Regions from separate parts of the Mus musculus genome. Here regions 1 and 3 are each linked to region 2. Evidence: chromatin contacts called from public promoter capture Hi-C data. All regions are on one chromosome and are shown on one strand. The core of a region is the stretch at or near the end of the contact, and the rest is flanking DNA. Distances in the headings are between cores, read along the strand shown. Region 1 overlaps Edn3 (endothelin 3). Region 2 holds the start of Atp5e (ATP synthase, H+ transporting, mitochondrial F1 complex, epsilon subunit). Region 3 overlaps Gm40017 (a long non-coding RNA gene).

Region 1 (4,466 bases), core at 1,668-4,167, 320 kb before region 2:
ACCTGTAGTCAATCTCTGGCCCCAGGTACCTGTGTGCACATTCAGATGTTCATACATGTTTATACATGTGCTCACACACACATTAAAAATGGGGGACGGGAGCTGATGCCTTATTGTTTTGTGGGAGTTGACGACATTAAACCTTGATTGGCACGTAGGCAAGTGCTACAACTGTTTTGGAAACAAAGAAACCGAAGCTACAGTTGGTTAAAAACGAGCCCTACACAGATAGATGCTTGTAGCCAAACCGACTCTCCAGACTCAAGACCACCTGGGCAGCCCTTCAGAGGAGTGCCAATTTGGTTTGGCTTTCTGCTGCAGCCATCTTAAAATCCTTCACCTTCCTGAAATGGGGTGCTATGGATTCTGTAGCCATCCCTGTCAAATATCTCCTTGTGAATGGGTCCTCTACAACCCCTCCCTGATGCTGGAAAGCGCAGCCTATGCTGGACCAAACTGTGCACACGAAGCTCCTAGCCCTCTTGACCTGTTTGCTCCTGTGCCCTGCAGCCTCTCCAAGGGTTGAAGGATGCCAGGCCCCATCAGCGCCTCCCAGGAACACCATGTCCCTGCTGTGCACTACTGCACATCCTGCTGAATAAATTAGTACTCAACTCTCTCAATTCATCAGAGTCAAAACTCTCTAAAATGAGTTTAATTAAAACAAGAGGCTCTTGGGTTTTCTCAGATTAGATAGTGATCAGGCCTACTCCAAACAAAGGATGTCTTGGTGGAGGTAGGGTTGGGGGGATGTTTCTGTGTCTTTGTCTTGGTCCAGCTCTCTAATGGTATGGGTTTGGATTCAAAATTGGGGCACAGAGACAGGGAAGAGAATCCTTGCACCCAGACTCAATAGACCAACACTCTCCACCTTCCTAACACTGTGACTCTGTAACACAGTTCCTCATGCTGTAGCGATCCCAACCATAAGATTATCCCGGTGTGACATTATAACTGTAATTTCGCTACTGTTATGAATCATAATGAAAATATCTGCTATGGATATCTGATATGTGACCACCTCCCTAAAAGGGGTTGTGACCCACAGGTTGAAAACCGCTGCTGTAGATGCTTTAGAATCTTTTTTAAAAGTTTATTAGCATGGATCATACAAAGTGATGCTTTTATAATGGCATTTGCATTAATACTTTAACAATGTTCATCCCCTTGCCCTCTCCTGCCCTCCCTCTGCCCTCCTGTCCCCTCTCCCTCTTTTATCAAACAGCCTCCCTTCCATTTGCTTTTATGTCCTGTGTGGCCTTGCTACTGTGATCACTTCTGGAGATAATTCTCAGATGCTTTGAGCAATAGGCCCATGGTTGTCTCCCTGAAAAGGTTGTGTAGAAGAGCAGGCATTCCAAGGAAGTCACCAACTTCATCCAAACCTCCTTCTTCTTTTCCAGACACTTTGATGTTTATCTTCTCAAATGGTCCCCAAACTCCTCTCCTCCCAATAGCTGCCCACCCGCCTTGGTCTATACTTTCCTCTCTAGATGAATCCTACATCCAGAACTCTGGCTCTGTCCTGTCCTCTCCAGAGGCCTGTGAAGAGTGAATGTGTAACTGTGTGCAAGGAAAAGCCTGCAAGCCAGAGCAAACTTTTAGATTTTCTTTTATTATGCATTTGACTTATCTCCTGAGTGTTCTCACAGTGAGTGGATTTGTTTTTGAAATACAATCTGGCCACTGTGCCAAATAGTGCTTATGAGATTTAAACAATTTCTAGCTACTAAGAGATATGGGTTTGGATTTTTGAACACAATTTAAAATCTATTTTTCTGTCTGTCTATCTATCTATCTACAGTGCCTTTACTTTTAATAGATCCCATAAAGGAGTTACGTAGAAAATAGTTCCCCAATAAATAATTACTTCTCTTAACTGTACATTCCCCCCCAGCAAACCAGCACTCTCTCACACACCCTCAATAAGCAGGCACGTTCACACCTGTAATAACTTAGGAGACGGTCCTCTGAAGTTTACCATCTGGTTAAGGCTCCACTTCACACAATAGCTAAAGTGTCTCCACGTGGTGCCCTTGGAACATGCCCAAAGACAGGTTCTCATTGCTATGAGGCCTGGTGGGGAGGTGGGCAGACTCTCCCAGCTGGGCCTGCAGAGTAGAGTTTACATGGGAACTCACAGTCTGATCCCACCCCCACCCCCATACTCACCACGGACACAGAAGAAAGAGCTCAGCTAAAAGAGATTTTGAACAGAGGTTACAATTCCCAGTTGTTGCCAATTATATAGACAAACAGAAATTTACATAATGTACAAAGAGTTTGTGTTTTTGGGCTTATTTTGAAGCCACTCCCCAAGGATCCACATTTATTCATGAAAGCAGATATCCAGACCAGTAGCCTTGAGCTGAAGCTGCCCCTCAGGGCAGCTTACTGCAAGGCAGGGTTGGGAGCTCTGCCACAGAGGCCATCGCAGAACCCCCAGCTCTTTGCCGAGTGCCCCAGAGTTCAAAACCATCAAGAATATGGGGGAGGGGGGAGTCTTGTTGTTTATTTCTCTTTTTGTCTCATGAACATCTAGATCTCCTGTTTTCTTTTCCTTCTTGTTTTTGAGAGCTGCTCTTCTGATGAGTATTAAGCACAGTGGAAGATTTCTAAGTCCTATGAAATTCAATTTCATAGACTACTGCCCAGCTAGGATCCAGGTCTCAAGCACACAGATGCCTCGCTAACTTGCTCAGGCCACGCAGGCTGCAGAAGAAGGCCTGCTCCGGCCACATGGGTGTCCTGAATCTTCTAGGAGATGGATGTGTGTTTACTTTTGTAAAGAGCCAGCCTGGTGTCCACTTACTCTCCAAGAGGAGTCATGCCAAGGCCAGTAAGTAGCTTTCTGACTTAACATACCTCTCAAACAATTTCCTTGTGAAACTGGAGCCTCAGGCATCCGGCCCCCAGGGCACATGTGGGATCATTTTACCCATTAGGGAAACTGGGGTCTTTTGGACTTGGGCATTCTTGGGGTAAGGGTGTACAGGTAAGCATGGGCTCTTTGGATGGGTCATTCTTTCATTTTTGCCTCAGGCCAATTCCCAACTTGTCGCTAAAGAGGTGGAAATTCAAACTCTGTATGCACAAGCTCCAAGGCTCTTTCCTGGAAGAGTGGGCAGGCAGGGAGAGCAGGTGAAGTCCACTGCAGGAAGCAAGAAGCATCAGTTGTGGCCTGTTAGATCCAGCTAAGGCCGGTGGGCTTTATCTGTCCTTGACATCAACCTATTTCAAGGAAAGAGAACAAAAGGAAAAAGAAGGATGTCATGTTGCCACACCAGCTCTTCCAGTTTGAAAAGGAGGCCCTGGTCACCCCTCTAGCTGTCTCCGGCCTGGAAGCTTCCCTCATCAGGGCTCAGCAAGCTCAGAAGCTGAGCACAAAGGTGGGGAAGAGATTACAGCTACAGCAGTGGCCACCAGAAGGCCTGCAGTTGGCTCACTCTTTGATAACCACAAGCCAAGGATGGCAGTAGCTGCCTCTCTGTGAGTGTGCCTCTGGCCATTACTAACTCCCATCTAAGCAGCAAGGGATGCCGGATGAGTTAAATACTCTGCTCTGGCAGGAAGTGTCTTCTAAGAACTTTAAGTGAATTAAAAGGTGCTGGAAAGCTATCTTGACAGATGGCGGTGGGTGTGTGGATATCGGGGAGAGGTGGCAGACATGCTTACACACACACACACACACACACACACACACCTGTGAAGGTCAGAGAGCAACTCCAGGTATCATTCCTCAGGATTAGTGGCCATTTTTTGTTAAAAAAAAAAATAGTGTCAAGCCTGAGGGCCTGGGGCTGTTTATTTAGGCTGGGCTAGGTGTCCAGAGAGCCTCAAGGTACTTCTTTGCTGCCATCCCAGCCTTGGGGTCAAAGGCACAGACCAGACCACCACACCCAGCTTTTTGTGGGGGTGCTGGGGATCACACTCATTCTCCTGCTTGTAGAACAAGCATTTACAGTTGAATGTCTCTCCAGCACCTCAGTCTCATCTTTTGGTCATGTGACAGAACAATCCGAACAGCAGCATTGTGGGAGGAAGCTATCATGTGTTTTCTTGGCACACGGAGCCTTTGATGGCCATTCTTAGCCTCCCTCCTATACCCCTGTCTGAAACACCTCTCCCTCCTGCATCCACATAGCTCACGTTTTTTCCTCCCACAGGTCTTTGTGCCAAGGTCACAGATGGCTCCTTGTCTACCCAATGATAAACAACAGCACCCCAGCTCTTTCTATCCTTGGTCTACTGTCCAGATTTCCTTTGCTTGCCTCAGTTTGTGTTGTATGTTTGTCTGCTGTCTGCTTCCATCAATAAATAAACTAAAGAAGACCTATTGCATCTTCCCCTATACATCAGGAATAGTGAGGATCCAACATGTAGCTGGTGTGTGACTGATCTCGGCTAAACGAACGCATGTGTAAATTAATAAATGATAACAAGGGACGCATAGCTTTAATCATAGT
Region 2 (4,314 bases), core at 1,722-4,221:
TTGGTTTTGGGAATCTTTCTAATCTTTTCCAAAATGGCTTGACTTTTTCTCCAACCTGTAGATCTCATTTACAAATATGGTCTCAGTAGATGAGAGGCTGACATACAAGCCACACCTACAGGACCCAGAGAAGTAAGTAAACCAGGCATCGACCTGACTCAGTGAGGAGGCTCTTTCGGGTCTTGGTAGATTACTCTTTGCAAACCAAGCATGAGTCATCTGAAGCTATGCTTGTTTTGCCAGAACTGTCCTGACCCAGGAAGCCCTCATCACAGTGAAAGGGGTCAGCCTCAGCAGCTACCTGGAAGGACTCATGGCAAGCACCATATCTTCCAATGCTAGCAAAGTAAGTGCACCGGTCTCCATGCCAGTCCTCACCACCCAGCTTCACTCCGCTAAAGGCTGGTGCTGAATGCAACTGTCCCCAAGCTGACGGGAAGTTTGGGGGAAAGATGCCTAGCACGTTGTTTCTTTAGCACATTTCATCAAGTCATTCCGTTGAGGTGTACAGGCAGCAAAACAAATGTGCTCTGCCCTCACAACACTCAAGGAGGCAGCGTTAATCATATTCTGTTAGGAAAGCAAAAGTAAAGGCAGGCCCGAGGGTTAATGAAGGTTTGCTAATTGATGTTTTTTGCCAAGTGTTAAGAAGGAGGGAAGGACTTGGTGCAAGCAGTATCCAGAAAGAACATTCGAGTGGGGGCTGCCCCTTCATTCCTCAAGAAACTGTAGAGCCACGGGAAGGAAGAGGGCGAGTTGGGGGGGGGGGGGGGTTAAAGACCAGATTCCAAGGTGTGTGTATGATTGATTTACAGTGTTGATATAAAAAGAAAAGGGGCGTGACCAAGCTAACCAGTCAGTCAGCAAGACACCCTGCCACTCAATTGTACGATTCTGAGAACATCTTCTGTATACAAAATAAAATTTGTTTCTGGATCAAGCCAATTGCTCAAGGCATTTGGTATTTGGTAAATAATAACTGAAAAGAGAAAGACAGCGAGGACAAGAGATCTGTCCCTGTGGTTTAGTTAGCCTGTAACACACACACACACACACACACACACACACACACACACACACCAAACGTGGTCACACCTTCACTGTTGCTAACAATAAATGCGTTGCACTTTTTAAGGGCCGAGAAGCAATGGAGTGGGTGATACATAAACTGAACGCTGAGATTGAGGAATTGGCAGCATCAGCAAGAGGAAGCATAAGGACACCAATGGCGGCAGCGGCAGCACTGGTGGACAAATGACAATGGAAATTGGTGTGCAGCATCAGGGCTCCAGGACTCTCAAGCTGGCATCATATTATTTGTTATTTAAAAGACACAATTATTTTAGGTAGATCTTTTTTTTTAATGAGGTGGGGTAAGGCTGTGACTTTTGATCTAAACAAAAGATCCAGAACCTCTAAATCAGAGGGATCATCTGAGGGGAGGATGTAAGACTGGGAGAGGCTGTGTTCATGTGAACAGTTAACGGGTTTGTTTGCTGTTGTTGTTGTTGTTGTTTAAGTACTTAGAAGAAATTGGTGTTGATCTGGAGTCTCTTAAAGCTCCAGGTACTGGAACACTACCTGGCTGCGGACCAACCAGAGCAGAGCCCAGCCGCCCTCCTGTCCACAGCTGCCCGCTGCTGTGAACCAGAACTGCCTGCATGAGGGACTCACTCTACAAAGAGAACCTGTAAAATTTAAATGACATTAATTTATATAAAATAACCTGCCCTGCTGGAAACCAGTGTTTGGATTTGGTACTTTTAAATGATATTTTTGGAGTGAAAATTAACAGTAAGGTAATATATGACTCCAGCAAAAATAGTATTTTATTGTATTAACGGGTACTATAATAATTTGCCAAATTTTGTGACTTAGTAAAGGCATTCCCTTCCTTGAATTTGTACTTTGTGATTTCGCATGCTGTACTGTGGGCTGGTTATGTTAACCGAAAAAATAAAGTCATTACCTGAGTGTCTCATCACTCTTAACAGAACACTGAGACAGAAGAGCAGCTCTTCCCATCTCTGAGCACTTCACATTGACTTATAAATGTCATGGGTTTGTAGTTGCTAAGACATGGTATGTCAGGTTATCGGAATATGAGTACTTCTTGAGGCAGTTAAGACCACAAAACAGCTTTATTACATGAAGAGCTGTCCATCATTTGAGACAACACATGTCACCTAGGACCCAGATCTTCTCACCTTAACTCAGGGCATTAGATGAGAAGAGCCTGGAGGAACACCATGGTCTGAGGGAAGTCCTAGAAGATTGCGCCCCGTGGGGACTCAGGATGGCTGCAAAACAGCCACAGAGATTGTCTAAGTGGTGTTGGCTTTGATGTGTACAGTTTTGCCTGGGTGACTGGTGACTGCCTTTTGCCTTTTATGGGGTGGGTTTTCCTGAAGAGACCAGTTAGCATGCATACAAAACCACAACTTCAAGTTCTTAGCTTCCTACTTTAAAGGATTACTCAGTTTAATAATTCTTTGGACATTTGTAAAAGATTTTTAAAAAGTAAAGGAAAAATCGTTTGACAAGTGGAATGAATGTTCCAGCTAAACAGAGCACTACTTAACATTGTTGGACAAAGTGTCAGGTACGGTTTCTAGGAGTTACACCTGTTCTGGAAGGGTCTGATGCCCTGATGATGTTTTTTTAAGTATATACATTTCCACTTTGCAATGTGGTTCCATCGTGAATTCTGCCTGAGTACAAATGGAATCCTGGGCATGGGTACATGCAGACAGGAACATTAGCTGTCACTCAGAGCGGGCTCGAGGAGGCCCCGCCCCCTGCCCGCAGCACCTGGAAGGTGACCGGCATGCAGCGGCCTCGCTTTCCCAGGTGTCTCTACGGCCACAGCTTCCGGTAGCCGCTCGGCCAATGGGCAAGGCGCGACCGGCGCTCCTATTGGCTCCTGGTTGGCAAGGGCGGGATGAGGCGCTGACTGGCAGGTCCGCGTACCCCACCCCTTCCGCTACTCAGGCCTGACCTTCCTGCTGCCGGGCCGGTTTGAGGCTACTCTGAAGCGACCCAGCGGTTCTGCCCGACGCGCCCGCTCGAGACACCATGGTGGCGTACTGGCGACAGGCTGGACTCAGGTACGCCCAGAAAGCGTTGGGAAGGCCTGGCCGGCCGTCACCAGGCCGTACGAGACGGCCAAGCCACGCGGCCACCCTCCAAGATGGCGTCGCCGTGGACAAGGCTCTTCGCGGGGTCATGGGGTCAGGGACCCTAAACAGAGGTGGCTGCTCCTCGGGAGAGGTAGCCTACAGTACCTGCATGATCGCTGTGACGGCCAAGTGCACAGCACCCTTGACCTGGCCACGCTGACACTGACCTTGCTCACCTGCGCAGAGGGAGGGGCGCACAAGTTCATTTTCAAGTGTGACCTTAGTGACCTTTTCCCAGTAGTGAAAAAAGGTGAAAGCCCTCTAACCTGTGGAGCGCCCTGCAGGGGCCCCGTGATGGGTGCGAGCTGTGGGCCTAGGAGTGGTGGTGCATGGTTTCCTTGCTCCAGGGAGTGCATCTTGTTAGTGTGCTGGGTGGAGGAACACCTTTCTGGGTATCAGGCTGAAGGCCCAGTGCCCCGACAGAGTTCAAGCAAAGTTGTGTAGAACAAAAGGACGGTAGGCTCACAGTTGATGCCTCTTATTAAACTATCTCCCATGGCGTCCATCACCTTATTTTCCTGCGCCCAGCCGCTTGAAGGACAGCTATTATTTTTACCCCGGTGCTTTGCAGGTTAAACCCTTTGCTCCTGAGCTCCCCAAACAGATTTAAAGCAGGAGAAACAGCCAGCCACTCCTCCATCTCTGGTTTCAAAAAGTGTGAAAAGTGCTATCTTCTGGGATAATAGTGTTGACAGGTGAATCCATCTACCTAACAGGAAGTTTCCTCTGAGCTCTGTTTGCTACTGGTGATGTTCTCTGAGAAGTTTGGAAACCTTGGTTAGGAAGTGTTTTCACGATAGACAAGAGCAAAAATCCAATATTTTCAGCAGTGCCTTTAATAGTTGACCATGAAAAGCACTCTTTTAATTCAAAATAGCTTTCCTAATTGTGTGTGTGTGTGTGTGTGTGTTGTAGGAATAATATAATTAAAGCAATTAAATACAGAAATGGGCTGGGGAATCTTTCCTACATTGTGGGACTTAAAAAAGCAAACAAACCAACCAACCCTTATTTTAAATTACTAAGTCCTGAAAAGATACACTGCCAAGAATTGTGACCTCCCAGCCAAGTACCAGCTGATCTGGGGGGCACAGTTCCGATTGTTTCCTTTGAATAGATCCTGTTTGATATTGCC
Region 3 (4,127 bases), core at 1,479-3,978, 470 kb before region 2:
ATTAGAGTCATAAGATAAAGATTTCATTAAGTTACAAAATGTAATGTAATAGACATAGATTTTGATAGAAATTTCCTTCCAAACAAGTCAAGTTCGAAGTAAATACATGTTAGTTGTAGCAAATATACCCTAATTATAATTTTGTCTCTTTGTGTAACAGTCATAGTTAACATAAAAATCATATGATTTCTGTTTCAAAATGTTTTACAAAACGTATAACACTGCTAAATGTAAGGTTTTGATTGGGGTTGGATGACATGAAAAATAATATGTATAAATGTCTGCTAAAGGTCTTGGAGTCATTTCCTTTTCTCAGTGTAAATGACAGGAATTGTAAATCCCAAACGAGAGTAATGTTCAAGGCCTTGATATCTAAAATCTACCTCGCATGTGATTACATAAATGTGCACTGCCTGCATGTGCACCAAACTGGCTTCTGCATAAGTGTTCTTGTAAACTAAAGCCATTAAACTGGTACAACTTCCTTTTGTTTCTTTTTTTAAATTTTATGTTTGTTTGTTTGTTTGTTTGTTTGTTTGTTTGTTTGTTTTGAGACAGGGTTTCTCTGTATAGCCCTGGCTGTCCTGGAACTCACTTTGTAGACCAGGCTGGCCTCGAACTCAGAAATCTGCCTGCCTCTGCCTCCCAAGTGCTGGGATTAAAGGCGTGTGCCACCATGCCCGGCACAACTTCCTTTTCATTTGTAGTAAAACTAAAATTTCAAGGGAAAAAGTCCTAATTCCAACCACCTCTTCAGGCTGAGCCTGGCTACATGTCTGTAGGTCAGTTAAGGTGGCAGGATAAAGGTGAAGGGCAGAGAGGGCACATCCAGTCAGTGTGTGAGCATTTACAGGCAGAGGGCTAACAGGCTTAGCATTTTCTTCAGGGAGGCTAACATACATTTTTAATTAAAATGTTTTTAAGCTCATGCAGAATTGCACAGTTTTGGACAAGATGTTGTCTTCTTAACCTATCTCTCAATCCTGGTTCTACAAAATGACCCTCACTCCCTAGGGATATCAATTAATTTTAAGAAATTACTTCCATCCCAGCGTGCATTTTTTTTTCCTATGGGATAATTGCCTCCTTCTCAGACGCTAACTTCATCCCAAGGACTAAAGTGATGACTTATCTCTGTGCTTTACGTATGTTGTGTGTGTGTGTGTGAACTACGTATGCTGTGTGTGTGAACTACATATGTTGTGTGTGTGTGAACTACATATGTTGTGTGTGTGTGAACTATGTATGTTGTGTGTGTGTGTGAACTACATATGTTGTGTGTGTGTGTGTGAATATATATGAAGATACATGCACTTTAGTTGTTTTAAGGATTGTTTTTGTCAGTACCATCTCTTTAAAAAAATCATTTTAAAAACCACTTGAAGGCTTGCAGACATCTTCAGGTTTACAGATTACCTTAATGTGTTAATAATATACATGGGACAATCGTTCATCTATGTTTTTAGTTCTAAAGAAATATAAAATAGTTGAGGCAAAATACTTGTTAAATAACTCACATACCGGTGAACAGGTCGTTCAAAAGGAATAAAGTAAGAAATGCCAAACGTTTCCCTGCTTTGGCTCCTTGTAATCCAGAATAACAGCTAACCCCTTTTAGTTCTCATACTTGGGAAGGGGCAGGTGGATCTCTGAGTTTAAGGCCAACCTGGTCTACAGATGAGGTTTCAGCATAGCCTGGGTAGCCTGGGCTACAAAGAGAGCCCCTTGTCTCAATTTTTTATTTTGTATTTTTTTTTTTTTTTTTTTTTTTTTTTTTGCACAGGATATCACTATGTAGCTCTGGCTATCCTGAAACTCACTAGGTAGATCAGGCTGGCCCAAAACTCGCAGAGATCCAATTGTCTCTGCCCCTCAAGTGCTGGGACTTAACATATCTGGCTGAACAAAAAAATTATCTTTAAGTGTCTGTTATAATGACTTACATCTTTAGCAAATAAATTGGTTAAGAAGATGCAAGACTGTTAATGTAGTTTGTGTTTCTGTTCATAACTGTTAGATATTTAACATGTCATATACAGTTTCTGAGTTTTAGGTACAGCCTCCTGGGGTTTAATTTTTAAATTATCTTATTAAAATGTTTCTGAACTATGCACCAACATTAATAATTATAGGAACTCTTGGCAGAAAGAGAGAGAGAGAGATGTTATAGGTATGAGATAGACAGGTATGGTATAGGGTTAAAGAAGATTGAAGAAAAGGAAACTGTTTTTGGATAAGAATGCACTTTGCATGGTAAGAGAAAGACTTGCACAGCGGAGACTGATGGTGATGATGGGGAAAGACAGAAGTATGCTGCAAAAAGATTACAGAAACTAAACTTTAAAAAGTGGACATGGTTGTGACTAAGCTGATCTTATTTGCTTTGAGACAGTGTCCCACTGTGTAGCCCTGCCTGGCCTGAAATTTGCTACAGGCTAACAGGCTGCTTTTCACCTCACAGCTATCCACCTGCCTCTCTCCCTGGGAAGCTGGGATTGGAGACACGCATCACTACGCCTGGCTTGTACCCATTGCGTTAACGGTAAGGTGTGCAATTTCTATCACATTACATAACAATCACGCAACTCTTTTTAATGGACGAGTACTTGCATCTATTTCTAAAATTTGGCCTATTAGATAAACAACTCAACTACTTTGACGTCACTTTGGGAGACAGGGGACTACGGTTCCCTCTAGTGGCCACTGCCAAGTCTGCAGCTGAGATTCGGAAAATTTGTTACGGGTGCCTTCTACCAGTCGCCCGGCAGATGGCGCACGGTGGCCTGTATCCTAGAAGACTGCTTTCATCTTGCAGAAGGCCGGAGGCTTTGCTACTTACTTAAAGAGCCCTTGTTACGGGACGCTCATTTTGAAAGTGGAAACGTATTTTAGAATTTCAAATATTCTAGCTGAACAATGTCCCACCTCTGTTACCCAACTTCATAAGACCCCAGTGCCAACCAAGCCCGAGACTGGTGAGGACCATCACACTAAGCTAAGAGCTCAGAGCCCTCTGTGTCCAACCAGGACATTAACAGGTCAGGTGGGAGATGCCTCTGCCTGGTCCATTCTGTGCCTAGTTTCTTACCCTAGACTAGCCACCTCTGGCTTTGTGGTTAATATTGCATGGCCATCCAAGTAGCTCTGAGGAAACAGGAGCTTAACCTGGCCCCCGAGGGTTTGAGGAGAACTCAAGTCCATTTCCTGATGCCTCCCCATACCAGTGACTTCATACGGTGTGCACACTCACGCTGCGATGGTTCACCTGTGCTGAACCGGGTTCCTGCTTCATCTGCAAAGATGCCAGGGAGATCCTGTGCTCACAGCTGGACAGCACCATTGTATCCTAGCTTAAGGCCTGTACTCTGTAGGCAGCGTGGCATGTCTTCATGCCTTTTGAGTGGCTGCCGGAAGTGCTTTGGGGTAAGCACTGTAGCCTGAGCCACTGGGGCTCCCCTGCATTCCTGAGAGCAATTAGGGCCCCTTTCCTCAGAGAAATTGGAGGGCGTAAGCCCCTGGTGCCTGAGTTCACATGTTCAGAGTTGATAAGCATGGCGGATCCGACGGGAATTTTTTATTTTTGCCTTTTGTTGTTGATGGAAAGGGTGGGCAGCAGCATAAACAATAAGGGCAACTTAGTGACTAACAGGCTCCTGGGGCAGGCGGCGTCCAGCTGGAGAGGCCCAAAGTCGCGAACCACCCACTTAGTATTTGCAACTTAGGGGTCCTCAGAAGTGTTCGGAAGTTGGTTTGCTGCAATGTGAACTTTGTTCAACTTAAGAAGGGGAAGGGAGTGTTAAGTCCCCCTCGTGGCAGCTGGAAGTCAGGCCCAATCCCCAGCTACTCAGCAGCTCTCTCATGCTTTAGGTTTGGGGCCACTCTGCAATCCTTGAATGTGTTTAAGATGGAGATGGGGCTTTTAGCTTATGCTGGAAGTTTAGCTCTAACAAATATGTACTTACGTTTGGAACTGAAACATAAGTTTATGCATTTTTTAATTCTTAAAAAAAAACAAAAACAAAAACAAAACATGTAGCAGGCTTGTAGCCTGGATGTGCAACAGTGAACTTGGAAGCTTTATAAAGTTGAAAACACACAGATCACAGGCCCAATATTGTGTTCCTAGG

The links. Promoter capture Hi-C pulls out the DNA fragments that hold promoters and counts their contacts.
Region 1: a promoter capture Hi-C map of second pharyngeal arch cranial neural crest shows a contact between it and region 2. The contact joins the enhancer-like site here to the promoter of Atp5e in region 2. A contact is called at or near these places in 7 of 39 promoter capture datasets (the HPC-7 cell line, cranial neural crest, embryonic stem cells and 3 more), 1 of 484 Hi-C or Micro-C datasets (the HPC-7 cell line) and 3 of 115 datasets of contacts at active chromatin or transcription factors (bone marrow-derived macrophages and embryonic stem cells).
Region 3: a contact with region 2 is called in a promoter capture Hi-C map of the C10 cell line. The contact joins the enhancer-like site here to the promoter of Atp5e in region 2. A contact is called at or near these places in 9 of 39 promoter capture datasets (the C10 cell line, the HPC-7 cell line, cranial neural crest and 5 more) and 2 of 115 datasets of contacts at active chromatin or transcription factors (embryonic stem cells and microglia).

Annotation. Positions count from the first base shown.
Region 1 is chr2:174,780,647-174,785,112 of GRCm38.p6, reverse strand. Edn3 (endothelin 3) reads right to left here. Exons shown (of 5, transcript NM_007903.5): 5 at 1,071-3,231. The coding sequence ends at 3,195. Among named protein-coding and RNA genes, the nearest start is that of Edn3, 22 kb to the right of the region's middle. Within about 2 kb of position 2,917, at least 13 of the 459 cell types and tissues checked have an H3K27ac peak or open chromatin away from gene starts, as enhancers often do.
Region 2 is chr2:174,462,758-174,467,071 of GRCm38.p6, reverse strand. It overlaps Atp5e (ATP synthase, H+ transporting, mitochondrial F1 complex, epsilon subunit), which reads left to right and starts at 2,971. Exons shown (of 3, transcript NM_025983.3): 1 at 2,971-3,107. The coding sequence starts at 3,076. Prelid3b (PRELI domain containing 3B) reads left to right here. Exons shown (of 6, transcript NM_025531.2): 4 at 62-132; 5 at 244-346; 6 at 1,136-1,981. The coding sequence ends at 1,258.
Region 3 is chr2:174,931,507-174,935,633 of GRCm38.p6, reverse strand. The region is part of intron 4 of Gm40017 (a long non-coding RNA gene); the gene reads right to left. Gm30591 (a long non-coding RNA gene) reads left to right here. Exons shown (of 3, transcript XR_375380.3): 3 at 1-484. Among named protein-coding and RNA genes, the nearest start is that of Gm30591, 8.4 kb to the left of the region's middle. Within about 2 kb of position 2,728, at least 13 of the 459 cell types and tissues checked have an H3K27ac peak or open chromatin away from gene starts, as enhancers often do.